2 separate regions of the Mus musculus genome follow, and region 1 is linked to region 2. A link is a contact called in public HiChIP or PLAC-seq data. All regions are on one chromosome and are shown on one strand. The core of a region is the stretch at or near the end of the contact, and the rest is flanking DNA. Distances in the headings are between cores, read along the strand shown.

The links. HiChIP or PLAC-seq counts read pairs in DNA pulled down with a chosen protein or histone mark.
Region 1: a FOXA1 HiChIP or PLAC-seq map of pancreatic cancer cells shows a contact between it and region 2. The contact joins two enhancer-like sites. A contact is called at or near these places in 6 of 115 datasets of contacts at active chromatin or transcription factors (the NIH/3T3 cell line, bone marrow-derived macrophages, epiblast stem cells and 3 more) and 1 of 9 other capture datasets (embryonic stem cells).

Annotation. Positions count from the first base shown.
Region 1 is chr4:135,243,124-135,249,837 of GRCm38.p6, reverse strand. All of the region lies in intron 1 of Clic4 (chloride intracellular channel 4 (mitochondrial)), which reads left to right. Among named protein-coding and RNA genes, the nearest start is that of Clic4, 26 kb to the left of the region's middle. Within about 2 kb of position 2,022, at least 75 of the 459 cell types and tissues checked have an H3K27ac peak or open chromatin away from gene starts, as enhancers often do. A contact at or near this core is called in pancreatic cancer cells, where this site is marked.
Region 2 is chr4:134,972,247-134,979,125 of GRCm38.p6, reverse strand. No RefSeq gene overlaps it. Among named protein-coding and RNA genes, the nearest start is that of Syf2, 45 kb to the right of the region's middle. Within about 2 kb of position 3,330, at least 50 of the 459 cell types and tissues checked have an H3K27ac peak or open chromatin away from gene starts, as enhancers often do. A contact at or near this core is called in pancreatic cancer cells, where this site is marked.

The DNA.
Region 1 (6,714 bases), core at 773-3,272, 270 kb before region 2:
ACTGGAGCGCTCTCTCTCTCTCTCTCTCTCTCTCTCTCTCTCTCTCTCTCCCACCTTGAGGCTTTTCTCCACCCAGGTGCTCTCCTCAAAGGTTCCAAAGTCCCTCCAGCTCTTTGTTACTTCCCTTCACCCCAGTCATAATCATGACAGACATAGGGTTGTGCTTTTCCAGTTACGTCTGACCACACTGTTTCTCTTCATTGCCTCTGACAGCCCTGCCCATCCTGGCTCCATCATACCTGTGGCTAGATTTTCAGTGGTAGATTCTTACTGCCTTAAATGGAAACTGGGCTTTGGCCTCAGTGTCCCTGTCCGCTCCCATCATTCATTCCATTCTTCTGTGGTGACCTATCGTCCTGTGTTCTGATCTCAGGCTGTTCCCTCTTACTCGGATGAGCCTCTCCATATAGATCATAGAATACATATGCTCTCTGCGTCTCAGTGTGTTCTAACTGATCACATTCCACGTTTAGAGATTTTCATCTATTCACTGGTTACATACCTATAACATAAAGTGCATGTTTTCCCCCATTTTACAGAGAAGAAAACTGAGAACCGGAGAGATTAAGTCTCTAGTTTCACACAGGTGGTGAAGTAGAAAGATCAGTATGCTTCAAAACAGACATTCCTTGTGAGAGACACTGTGTGCAGTCTCAGCGCTCTGGAGGCAGAGGCAGAGGCAGAGGCAGGCAGATCTCTGTGAGTTTGAGGACAGCCTGGTCTATAGAGGAGTTCCAGGATAGCCAGGTCTACACAGAGAAACCCTGTCTTGAAAAACCAAAAAGAGGGGCTGGAGAGATGGCTCAGTGGTTAAGAGCACTGTCTGCTCTTCCAGAGGTCCTGAGTTCAATTCCCAGCAACCACATGGTGGCTCACAACCATCTGTAATGGGATCTGGTGCCACCTTCTGGTCTGCAGGCACGCATGCAGGCAGAACACTGTATATATAATAAATAAATCTTTAAAAAAAAAAAAAAAAAAGGAAAGAAAAACCAAAAAAAGAAAGCTCTTGATAAACATTTGTCAAACAAACCAATGAATTGTTTCTTCTTTGAGCATAAAAATCTGCCCTTTAATGTGGTTTCAGATGTCTTGTGGCTTAGTCTTGTGCTCACTGAGCCTACTTAGCAACTTCATTTTCCTTGATCTAGGAGATGTCTGTGGGCATTGCCTCTGAAGCAGGTCCCTGTCTTTTCTCTGAGCATTTGGCTGCCCTTAAGCACTTAGTGGTTTTATATTGATATTATCTGTTTCTTCTACAAACTGAAAGATTCGGGAGATCGGGCCCGTTCGTTCCCCCTTTGTTAGCTCTGCGCCTGCTGCAGCGGTTGGAGGCTGCTGGGGTAGTGGAGCTGCCTTTCAGTCAGTCACACGGTGTTCTGTCAGGTGTTCTGGCCTCAGACCTTGGGGGGCAAATGCTACCAGCTCACTCACAGCTTAGAGCAGTCTAGATGGCAGCCGTGGGAAAGAGCTAACTGTAGGTGGACAGCACCCTGGCTGCACTGCTCTATTCAAAGAGTGTTCCTTTTCTTGTTCCTTGTCACTCATCCTTCTGTTCTTAGTGGTAATGCTGAACTAAACCCACTGAGCTAACCCCCACCCCTCTAGCCAGTCTAAACTAGAGGTAAATGACTATATGTATATGTGTGTGTGTGTGTAATGGTTTAGCTACTTGTGATCATGAATATGTGATCATGAATAACAGAAACTCTGTGTTCAGTGTGGCTTCAACAGGTAAGGAAACACATTGATAAAATGTCTCCGTGTGTGGGGCACATCAGGTACCAGCTGTTTCCTTCTGAGTCTCTTTGCTCTGACTACTGGTATTGATTTCAACCTCAGGATGCTATCGGATCTGCTATAATATCACGTCCAATAAATGAAAAATGAGAGAGAGAGAGAGAGAGAGAGAATATGAGAAAATTAATATATCTTATATCTGAATCTAAGTTACCCAGGCTGGCTTTGATGTCTCAGTGTAGCTGTGACCTTGAGTTTCTGACCCTTCTGATCTCACCGTCCAAGTCTGGAGTTAACATGTGTGTGACGCTGTGTCCAGTGTTTGCTGTGCTGAGGACTAGGCACGAAGTCTCCAACTGAAGCACACCCCAGCTCCTTAATTGAAATGTTTAATTAAAATATGTCGGGAAGAAGTAGTAAGTTTTTCTGTGTTAATGGCCTCCAGCGCACTCTTTGCAACCCATAGGCGTCGCTTGTTAAATAATCAATAGAAAGCTAACGAGCAGTACAGTGTTTGAAGCGATGAAATCCCACGGGAAGAATCCGATCTTAGTTGTGGACTGCACAGCCCAGGATGGAAGGGCTGCGGTGTTGTGTTGCTGGGGCTCCTTAGGATCTCAGCAGGGAAGTCGGCTAAGGGAGGAGGCCCAGCTTTACAAACACTTGTGTGTGTGGCTGGAGCCTTTTCTTTAAAAATAGAACAGTTAGCCACATTTGGTAGCTGAATCAGAATTTAGTCATTTACCAAGGAAATAGATGCCTGAGACTTTGTCTCAGTGAAGACGAGGCGTAACTGTGGGTAGCCGTGCTGACGAGGACAGTCGCCCATTTTAGTTACCACGCTAAGCTCGATTGCAGGTGACCGTGGTAGTGACTGGGGATAAGGGTATCCAGACAGGGGAGCACAGTAGGCGCTGTACTTCAGTTTGCCTTTTAAATTAAAGAGTAATCTGGAAAAGCGCTTTATGCAGCCTGAATTTCCTCAATTCCCAGTGATTTAGACTAAAGCCAGACATTGTCAGGTGTACCGTTTTCATAAGAACTGCCAGCAAGAGGAAGAGCCATGGTGACCTCATTACACCAAAACACAAAGCACCGGGGCTGAGGTGGCTTGTGGCATCCTTTCCCTATCCCCTTGGAAAAAGGCATGTACCACCAGGCCCAACTGTTCAGGAAGTTCAATGTCTGGTTGCCTTTATGAGACTATAAGCTGGCTTGGATTAGTTAATTTTGAGCATGCTCTAGTTTGATATAGGATATCTGTCTCTCCCTCCCTCCCTCCCTCCCTCCCTCCCTCCCTCCCTAAAGGAGTTCACTATGTAGCCTTGTCTAGCCTGGACTAAGTAGACCCTGTGGGGACTGAGAGCTCCTCCTGCCTTTGCTTCCCTGGGAGCTGGGATGAAAGGCGTGCATCATCTGAGCCAACAAGAAGCATTTTACTAGGGAGTTAGGGGAACACGCTGTTATTTACCAACTGGCTGTCAGTTACTGGCCTTGAAAGAACAGGGTCCAAAGGAGAGTTTAACTTTGGAGCAGGTGCCCTGAATCAGACCTGGAGCAGGGATCTGGTAATTTGCATTTAAATCTATTTCATTAAAGACCTTGTTCCCAGGTATTTGAGACTGCTGCTTTCACATACATCTCAAATAGATCCCCTGTCTCCAGAGCTTTTCAACAGCCATTCTGGATTCCTACTTCATTCTCATGTATTTTGGGTAGAGAGGTTTTGGTTTGCTGTGAAAGGTTCATGTCCATCTTGCTAACTATTGTAAATTTATCTAGTATGTAGTCACACACAAATTATACATACTGAAAAGTAACAAAGGGCGTACAATGAGCAGCAGCCTCTCCTCCCCTTACTTTGGAGCCTCCTGCTACTGTGTGCGTTAACTGTTGAGTTCTCATACAGTCCTTTGTACAAGAGGGTGACAGCCCACCAAGGGCAGGGTCACTTGACTGTGGGAATGGTGGGTTTTCCTGAGACCGTCTAGGTGAGGGCTCCTAGCTGGCTGGCATCGTCCGCTGAGTGAGCGGATCCAAGTATGAACTGGATCAATTCCGAGAGCTTGCTTTGCAAGAGCAGAGTTCATCTTCAGGGGTAAACGCTCTGCGTGCCGGCCTGGAGTGGCATCTAGCCCCGGTTGGTTGTACTATGACTTCAGAAGGGGCCAGCCCTTCTCTCAGCGGCATAGGTAAGCTTCAGGAACAAGGAATGAGAGGCACCTGAAGTCTGCAGCCTTTTGTTGTCTTTTGAGACAGGGTCTCTCTTATGCAGCTGGCTGACTTAGAACAAGTCTGCAGTCTTGTCCTTGGCTCTTTTATTTACAAAGACAGAACTTGGGAACAGGGAACAACGTGATTCCTCCACGCCATATCATGATCTTATTTATCAAATTATAGTACTGTGATACGGTACAGGCTGGCCACAGCTCGAGATTTTTGGTATCCTAAGTAAAGATTATTTTGGCGTCCTTCCAATTGCTGTACTCAGTTTTATGTACCCACGGAATAGTTTATTACTTTATTGTATGTCTGTGGTCGTGGTGTGTATGTGTGTGTGCATGCATGTGTGTTTGTAGGTCAGAAGACAACTTTTTGAAGTAGACTTTTCTCCGTTTACCTTTGTACGGGCCTTGGGGAGTGAACTCAGATCACCAGTCTTGGACTACAAATGCCTTAAAACAGTTCCTCGGGCTCCTACATGCACATTGTGGACATGTAGACAAGCTAGCATAGATACACAAGACATAAATACAAATAAATGTATGGGGGCAGGGGGCGAGGATCAAAACCAAAAACAAAGCGCAAGGCTACACTGCCAGTCAGAAGGCTTTAATGTGGAAGATTCTTGGAGTCTTTCCTCCCTGTTCTGTGAAAGACAAGGAACTCTGGAGACTCCAGTGACTGAGTGTCTGAGCTGAAGGGCTTGTTGGGCTTGTCTGTCTGTCTTGTCTTTTCCTTCTTTCCTTCCGACATGGTTTTTCTGTATAGCCCTGGAACTCAATATGTAGAGAATCTGGCTTCGAATTCAGAGATTAAAGGTGTCCACCACCAACCACTTTGTGTGTGTGTGGTCCTTTTATTTTTAATCTTTTGCAGTGCTAGTCTTGAAATAATGATGTTAAAAAGATAGAGAGGTTATAAGAATATGTTCTATGGGGGTGTGGTGAGGTATGGGAGACCAGCCATATGGCGGCATAGTATAGAATAGAGTATAGAATAGCGTTTATTCAGGGCATGGGGAGGGGAGTTAAGGGGGTAGGAGACACAGAAAAAGGCAGAGAGAGCAGAGAGAAGGAGTAGAGAAGTAGAGGCCGGCTATGAGCACGTGGAGAGGGGTAGGGGGAGAATGGGGAGAGAAGGGGAGCAAGAGAGCAAGAGGCAAGAGAGAGAGAGAGGTGAGAGAGGAGGGGGCAAAGAATAGTGAGTCAGGGGGATTGGTCAGTTTGAAGACAAGATGGCTGATTAATTCACAACAGTTGTGTGACCTGTCCAGATCAGGCCTTGAGGTTGTTGAGCCAGTCCACCAGCAGGGGGCCTGCTTGTGGGAGACAAGGCTTTTGTTTGTGTCAGAGGAGGCTGAGGAAGAAGCCAGCCATCTTGGAGACTCACTACCTTTATTACCTAGTCACGGCCCCTCCCCGTGTGTCTCCCACCAGGGAGTCTGTCTAGCTCCTAGTCTCTCACTAGGTTTGAACCTAGGATGACATGCGTGCTAGGCAAGTGCCTTACCACTCAACTAAGGCCTCAGCACAGGGCATGCTTTATGAAGTCTTTTTAAACTCAAACATTCAGTAAACTCCTAGCATGTGCTGGGCACTGTGGGTGCCCTGACCCAGCCGGTCCTGGACGTGTATGGGGTCACTTTGTGACTGACTTGGGTTTGGTTTTGGTTTTTCGAGACAGGGTTTCTCTGTATAGCCCTGACTGTCCTGGAACTCACTCTATAGACCAGGCTGGCCTCGAACTCAGAGATCCACCTGCCTCTGCCTCCTGAGTGCTGGGATTAAAGATGCATACCACCACTGCCGGGCTGTGACTTGTAAATAAATCAAAATCAAAGCAAATCATTTGAGTGCTCCTCTTCCTTACGGCCTGCCCTCCCGCCCTCCCTTCTTTCTTCCTTCCCTCTCTCCCCCTCCCTCCTTCCCTATCTCATTAGTTGTGGTTGTTTTTTTTTTTTTTTAGTTGTGGTTTTTACATGGAGTTTTGTTCTATAGAAGTGGTTCTCAACTTGCGACCCTTTTGGGGTAATGCATCAGACATACCATATATCAGATATTTACATCTTGATTCACAACAGTAGCAAAATTACAGTTAATGCAAGAGCAACACAATAATTTTATGGTTGGGTTCGCCACAACATGAAGAACCGTATTAAAAGGTCCCAGCATTAGGAAGGTTTGAGAAACCACTGCTCTGAAGGTTCAAGAAGTGCTGGCCTCAAATTTACTGTGTCGTCTGCTAGTATGACACTCAGTCCTCTTGCCCCTGCCTCCTGCATTCTGGGACCACAGGTGTGGACTTCCACACCCACAAGGCATTAATTTAGATCAAGAAAATCTACACTAAAGGTAAATGGAATATTAAAACATGTAAGCCATTCTTTTGGTAATACATTGCTCTGTGTGTGCTCTAGCAAATCCGTGGAGGTGAAGAATTCAGTGGTAAGTAGGTAGGTGATTGTTGTCTTCAGGTCCCAGCTTCTTACTGTCTTCCCTGGTCATTATCATCACTATCACCCGTCACCCTTAGTCCTGGGAAACAGAGATAAAGTTATTAAAGCCCTCATTTAATTATTTTTAAATCGGACTAGTCTAAAGACTGATTAATCTAGGTTTTCTAAGTGAGCAGTTCCTTAACCTTGACTTAGTAAAACATTAAAATATTCATGGTGTCTGCCACTGACCCTATTCTGCAACGTGGGAGCTAATCCAGCGGTTTCTCATTAAATGCCAGCATCGAGCAATTGCA
Region 2 (6,879 bases), core at 2,081-4,580:
AATCCACCTTCCACCTAGACTCAGAGATTGCCCCACAGTGAACGTTTAGCTATAGGAGCTCGGCTGGGCACGGCGATCAAGCATCAGCAGGAACAGCAGGCAGTAGAGACAGACGTCAAACTCTGGGCTCACCCAGCACAGGATTTGAAAACACATTCAGGATGGGCCTTCCCACCTTGATCCAATCAAGAAACCTCCTCACAGGCATGGCCAGAGCTTTGCCTCTTAGGCCATTCTAGACCCTGTCAAATTGACAACATCAACATTGTAGCAAGTATCTGCTATCAATACACCCCAGGGTGATACTGTAAATGCATTCGCAGACCAGGAGGATGGCTCAGTGGGCAAAGGCACATGCTGCCAAGCCTGAGGACCTAAGTTCAATCCCAGGACCCACAAGATGGAAGGAGAGAGCCAACTCCTAAACCTGTCCTCTGATCTCCACACACGGGCTGACCTACACACACTAATTATAATGAAAAGTTAAAATGTGTTTGCTCCTTATCATCTAAATTTCACTAGGTTCCTTTATTTTTCTTTTGGCGACGAACGGGAGGGAAACTTACTTTCACCACACAGAACGGTAGAAGTTTCCAGAAGCCCGAGAAAGTTTCCAGAAGCGGCGAAAAGACCAACAGCATCTGAATCAGTTACAACTAACGGGTTTCCTCCTTTTTAAAAAAAATTTGTGTGTGCATTTTTTGCTTGCATGTATGTTTGTGTGAAGGTGTCAGATCCCCTAGAACTGGGATTACCAGACAGTTGTGAGCTGCCACATAGGTGCTGGAAATCAAACCAGGGTCCTCTGGAAGAGCACCCAGGGCTCTTAACTCCAGCCCCACATCTGACTCTTCAAGAGCAGCCAGAGTCAGCAAAGCTCCATGGAATGGTAGCTTTAACCTGTGGGGGAAATGTACCTTTAGAGAAGGTGTGCATGTGTGTGTGTGTGTGTATGTGTGTGTGTGTGTGTGTTTGTGTCTGTGTGTGTGTGCGCGCGCATGCATGAGTGTGTCTCTGTGTGTGAGTATATCTGTATTTCTGTGTGTGTATCTTGTTTGCATATGTGTATGGATAGATGGATGTGTCTGTGCGTGAGTGTATATGTCTATATCTCTGTGTGTGTATGTCTGTCTGTATACATGTAATATGTGTGAATGTGTGAGCATGTTCGTGTGTGTGTGTGTGTGTGTGTGTGTGTGTGTTTTACTGGAATTTGAACCCAGACTCTCACACAAGCTGCATACACCCTCTACCACAGAGTTACACCCCTAGGCTTCTTTTTACTTTCTTTTAAAATTTTATTAATTTTTATTTTATGTGTATGAGTGTTTGTCCAAATGTATGTGCCCTTGGAGACCAGAGGAGGACACTGGATGCCCTGGAACTGCAGCTATAGGAGGTTGTAAGCAGCCATGTGTGTGCTAGGAACTGAACCTTGAGTCAATGCTCTTAACCACTGAGCCGTCTCTCCAGCCCTCTGTTTTTACTAGTTCATTTTGAGACTGGGTCTCACTGAGTTGCGTAGGCTGATCTGAACTCACTCTGTAGTCCAGTCTGGCTTTGAACTTGTGATCTTCCTGCCTCAGTCTCCCAAGTAGCTGGGCTTATGAGCCTGAGCTATGAGGTCAACAGAATTTTAGAAGATTTTTTTTTTTAATTTGGGAGAAAAGGACAATGACTACCTTTGTAATTTGAGTCCGTGGATACATTCCCATTTTTAGAATTAAATTTAAATTTGAGATAATAAAGAAAAAATACATTTTTAGAATTGTTATGTTCCAAAATATCACATGGGGATTATTTATACTAAAAACAATAAGGCACTAGGAACTCCCCCTTGAGATCTGGCGTAGGGCAGCCATGACACCCCCGTTCAGAGTCATACTAGAAACTCTAGCTAATGCAATAAGGCAGGAAAAGAAAAAGAATCGCAGTTCAAGGGGAAAAAAGAGAGAAGCGTTTCTTCTCAGATTAGTTTAGGTTTTTTATGTAGAAAATTCAAAACAATCAATCACCAAATAGGAGGCCAGGCGTCACCCTCCATTGCCTTCCTGCCTCCCTCTCCTGACGCTGGCATTCTGAATGTGCCACGTTTGCTCAGAGCATCTGCTCCTTAAAAAAATAAACAAATCGTGTGTGTGTGTGATTTTTTTTTTTTTTTGTTTTACAAGACCAGCACACAGAGTCCCTGCCACTGCCCTCACCCAGAGTTCCCAACCCTTGGCCTCTCAACATTAGTTCGTTACTACCCAGCTGGACCCGCGCTTCCACTTCCACCAGTCTGCTCCTCCTCATGTACACTCTCTGCTCCTAGATGCCATCCAGGTCGTCCCCCCATGCTCAACGGTCCATCCCCTCTCCTCTGCTCTGACAGTTCACCAGTGGTGAAGGACAGAATAGGAAGGATGTGGGGACAGGACATGAAGGATGCAGACACGGGAAAACCTCTCCTGCCCTGAGAACTTGAAGCCAGGGAGATGGCTCAGCAGATAAAGGTGACTCCTGCTGAGCCTGAATCCCAGGCATCCACATAAAAGCCAAGCATGGCTACATGTGCCTGTGACTCCAGAGTTGGAGAGATAGAGACAGATAGATCCTGGGGGCTCGATGGCCAGACGACCTGGCCAAAATGGTGAGTCTCAGCTTCAGAGAGAGACCTGATACAAGAATAAGGCAGAGGGTAACAGAACAGGATGCCTGATGTCTTCCTCTGGCCTCCGAAGGAAAAAGCACATTCAAGAAAGCAAGCATGCACACTCACACACACACACACACACACACACACACACACACACACACACACACATATTACACACACACATATTACACACCACACACATACACACACACCACACACACACACGTATACACACACACAAACACACACTCACACACACACCACACATAAACACACACACACTCACACACACACATACCACACCACATACATACATATACTACACACACCATACACATCATACATATATTACACACACACATATTACACACCACACACACACATACACACGCATACACACACACACCACACACACAAACACACTCGCACACACACGCACACACACACACATACACAAAAATAATGTTCTGCAGGAAGTAAAGACAAAATGTCATCTGTCCAGACATGGGAATCTAAGGGGCTAAAATAATTGTTCTTTGGCATTTTCTGCATAATCAAAAATTAAAATCTCAGGCAAAGGGTTCTGCGTATCCAAAGGCCCCGAGACAGGGTGAAACACAGCCTCTGTACTCTAAGAACAGTGAGCAATAAGCAAGGTGGTTTGGCAGAATTAAGTGAGACTTGCTCCCATAACCACAGCAGGCAACACCCTTAGCACACATTCTAGAGGCCCCGGCCCCTGCCTGCCCATGGCTTTCCCAGGAGCTCCCGGTCTGCCTTGTAATCACCCGGTGCCCACCCCAGTTCAGACCCTGCTCTCTCCTGGACATGACAAGCTCATTGTCCCTTTTTCCTGAAGGCTACTTTTTCACAAGAGGTGTTCGGAGCCACCAGGTTTCTGTGGGCAGATGCCCCAGGGCACACGCACAAAGGCTCAATTGTCTGGTACCCGGCGCTGGACTAGCCGAGCAGGATTCTGCCCGATTCAACAACCCCACATCAAAGAGATGACGTCAAAGCTCCAGCAACCACTGAGACACAGCCCAGCCCTGGTGCCAAGGGCTCCCAGGAGGCTAATCCCACCCTGGAAGGTAAGAAGAGGGTAGAAGCAGCAAATTAGCAGGAGCTAGGGGGCGCTACTGTGCTGGGAGCCTCGACAGCATAATTGCATTCACTGAGCTGCAATTGGGAATAATAGTTAGAGAAGCAATAATCACAGGTCACACAGCCATACAAGCAGCCAGCACATTGGTTTCCCAGGCCTGCATCCTATCTGCATAGGACCCAGCCACCCAACCGCCACAGAGTGGCCAATAGAAACACCTCAAAAAGCCCCCCCACACACACACACACATAAGCCCCACCACTTAGTAGCTAGAGTCTGAGCTGACAATGGCTTTCTTGACCTTGAACTTGTGGACTGCCAAGAGACATGTCTGACTTGTGTTACATAGTCAGTCAACAACCCCTTACTGTGTCACAGACTCCAGAGAGCAGCTTACCTGTCCCACCTGATGGGGAAAGAAACACAAGGGGACCCAGGGCTGTGGGGAACAGAGCATCTCTGGTCAGCTCTAGGTAAGAGAGGAGTCCCTCCAAAGGCCCAGTGACTCTGAAGAGCTTGCTATCTCAGTCTACTTTCTGTGACTGTAACAGCATGCTCAAGACTGAGCCCGTCACAGAAAACAGAGAATTCGGTTCAAGGTTCTGCAGGGCCCGCTTCCTGGAAGGGCCTTTTCCATATGACAGTGTGGCAGAAACACAGAGGCAGCAACCCAGGACCTGATTACAGTGTAATTCTGGAACCCAGTGGAACTTTGATTTTTTTTTTCTAAGTTTACTTTTGTGTGTGTGTGTGGTTTTTCGAGACAGGGTCTCTCTGTGTAGCCCTGGCTGTCCTGGAGCTCACTTTGTAGACCAGGCAGGCCTCGAACTCAGAAATCTGCCTGTCTCTGCCTCCTGCGTGCTGGGATTAAAGGCATGCGCCACCACGCCCACCCTGTTTACTTTTAATGATGGTTCTTAAACACTTTAACCTTCCTTGTAGCCCACCACCCACCAGGAGCAGAAAAGAAAGGATACAGGGGAAGTGGACCTGTTTAGAAAGGTTCTTTGGAGCAACTCCCATCTGTGTTGTCTGGAAATTGGCAGTTCAGTTCACAGGTCAACAGTGGCAGCTCGATCCACTCACCAACACCTCATGGATACACCAGCAGTCCAGCTCGGTAGAGTCAGGATAGCAACAGCGGTGGCACGACCTAGCAGAGACAGCCAGGACTCAGTCTCAGCTCAAGTCAACAGGAGGGACCTAGAGGGACAGCAGGAGAAGTTCTCGGCTGTGCCTCTCTCAGGGAGGCGAAGATCAGCAAAGACATGAGACCCACAAGTGTTACACAACTAGTTCTATAAACAAGCCTAGCTCTCTCTCTCTCTCTCTCTCTCTCTCTCTCTCTCTCTCTCTCTCTCTCTCTCTCTCTCTCTCTCTCTCCCCCTCACTCTATGGAGTCCTATTTCTACCCTCCAAACATCACTTGTCCTCCACGTGTCTTGCCTCAGCACATGCATCTAATCAGCCTGAGTCTAAGGAAGCAGCAAGAAACTGCAGCACAGCACCAGAAGTTTTTTGGTTTGTTTCCCTCTGTGGAGTCCTGACAAATGCAGCTCAACTATGAAAAGTAAGGTGGATCAATACATGCGTGTTGTTAGCAAAGAATCCTTCATCTCATGTCCTTTCACGTGCTTGCTTTAGCAGAACATCCTCTCTCCTGTGTCTGCTTCAGTGAAATGTTCCTTCTCGAGTCTGCCTTTGCCTTTCACACCCATGTTCTCTTTAATAAAACTTCTTTCATGTGTTTGCCCCAGGAAAACACCATCCAACATAACTGACTTTCCAAAGAATTCTTAAGTTTCCACTTCACCCAGGCTAAGTTCATCCTTTCCCTCCCCCCACAAAATCCTCTCCAAGAATAACAATTTGGGTCCATTAAGGGGGGCCTCAGCCCCTGGGCCCTAACCATCTCTTAAAGGCCCCAACCTGTTCTCTCTCCACCTGTTCTCTTCCCACCTGTTCTCTTCCCACCTGTTCTCTTCCCAGCTGTTCTCTTCTCACCTGTTCTCTCTCCACCTGTTCTCTTCCCAGATGTTCTCTTCCCACCTGTTCTCTCCCCACCTGTTCTCTTTCCACCTGTTCTCTTCCCAGCTGTTCTCTTTCCACCTGTTCTCTCCCCACCTGTTCTCTTCCCAGCTGTTCTCTTCCCACTTGTTCTCTTCCCACTTGTTCTCTCCCCAGCTGCTCTCCTTCCACCTGTTCTCTTCCCAGCTGTTTTCTTCCCACCTGTTCTTTTCCCAGCTGTTCTTTTTCCAGCTGTTCTCTTCCCAGCTGTTCTCTTTTCACCTGTTCTCTCTCCACCTGTTATCTTCCCAGATGTTCTCTTCCCACCTGTTCTCTCCCCACCTGTTCTCTTCCCAGCTGTTTTCTTCCCACTTGTTCTCTTCCCACTTGTTCTCTCCCCAGCTGCTCTCCTTCCACCTGTTCTCTTCCCAGCTGTTTTCTTCCCACCTGTTCTTTTCCCAGCTGTTCTCTTCCCACCTGTTCTCTTCCCACCTATTCTGCTTCTCTTCTATTTTATTTTTATTCTTTGAGAGTCTTGCTACACAGCCCAAGTTGGCCTTGAACTAACATCTTCCCGGCTTTTCCTCCTGGATGATGAGATTATAAAAGCACATACCCCTGATTGATGTTTCTGTCACTTGACACTATAACAATGATATTTAAATTTCAACATGAGCCAGGCACAGATGCACACACCTAAACTCCTAGCACTTGGGAAGTAGAGACAGGAGGATCAGACATTCAGGGTCATCACTGGCTATACAGCCAGTCTGGTGTCAACCTGGGCTACATGAGACCCTGTCTCAAAGAAAAAAATCAAAAATCCTAAGTTTTAGGGGGAAACACTTGACTCTAAACACTTTTAAACAATAAGTGGTTTAGAAAAGGAAGACCGAGGACTGTCCCCAGGTCTTGGTTCTCATGTCTGGAAGAACAAAGTAGCCACTTAATGAAGGAAAAGGTTGAGAGAGGGCACTGGGAAAATTAGAGATGTCCTAGTTACTGAAGAGAAAGGGGGCATGTCAGGAGGACAGACCTACAGCCTAGTGGGTCACCAAGGGAGACACTTGGTTATCATGGAGACATGACTTGGCTTCTTTGAGTGTGAAGACCCCAGGCCACTAGGGCT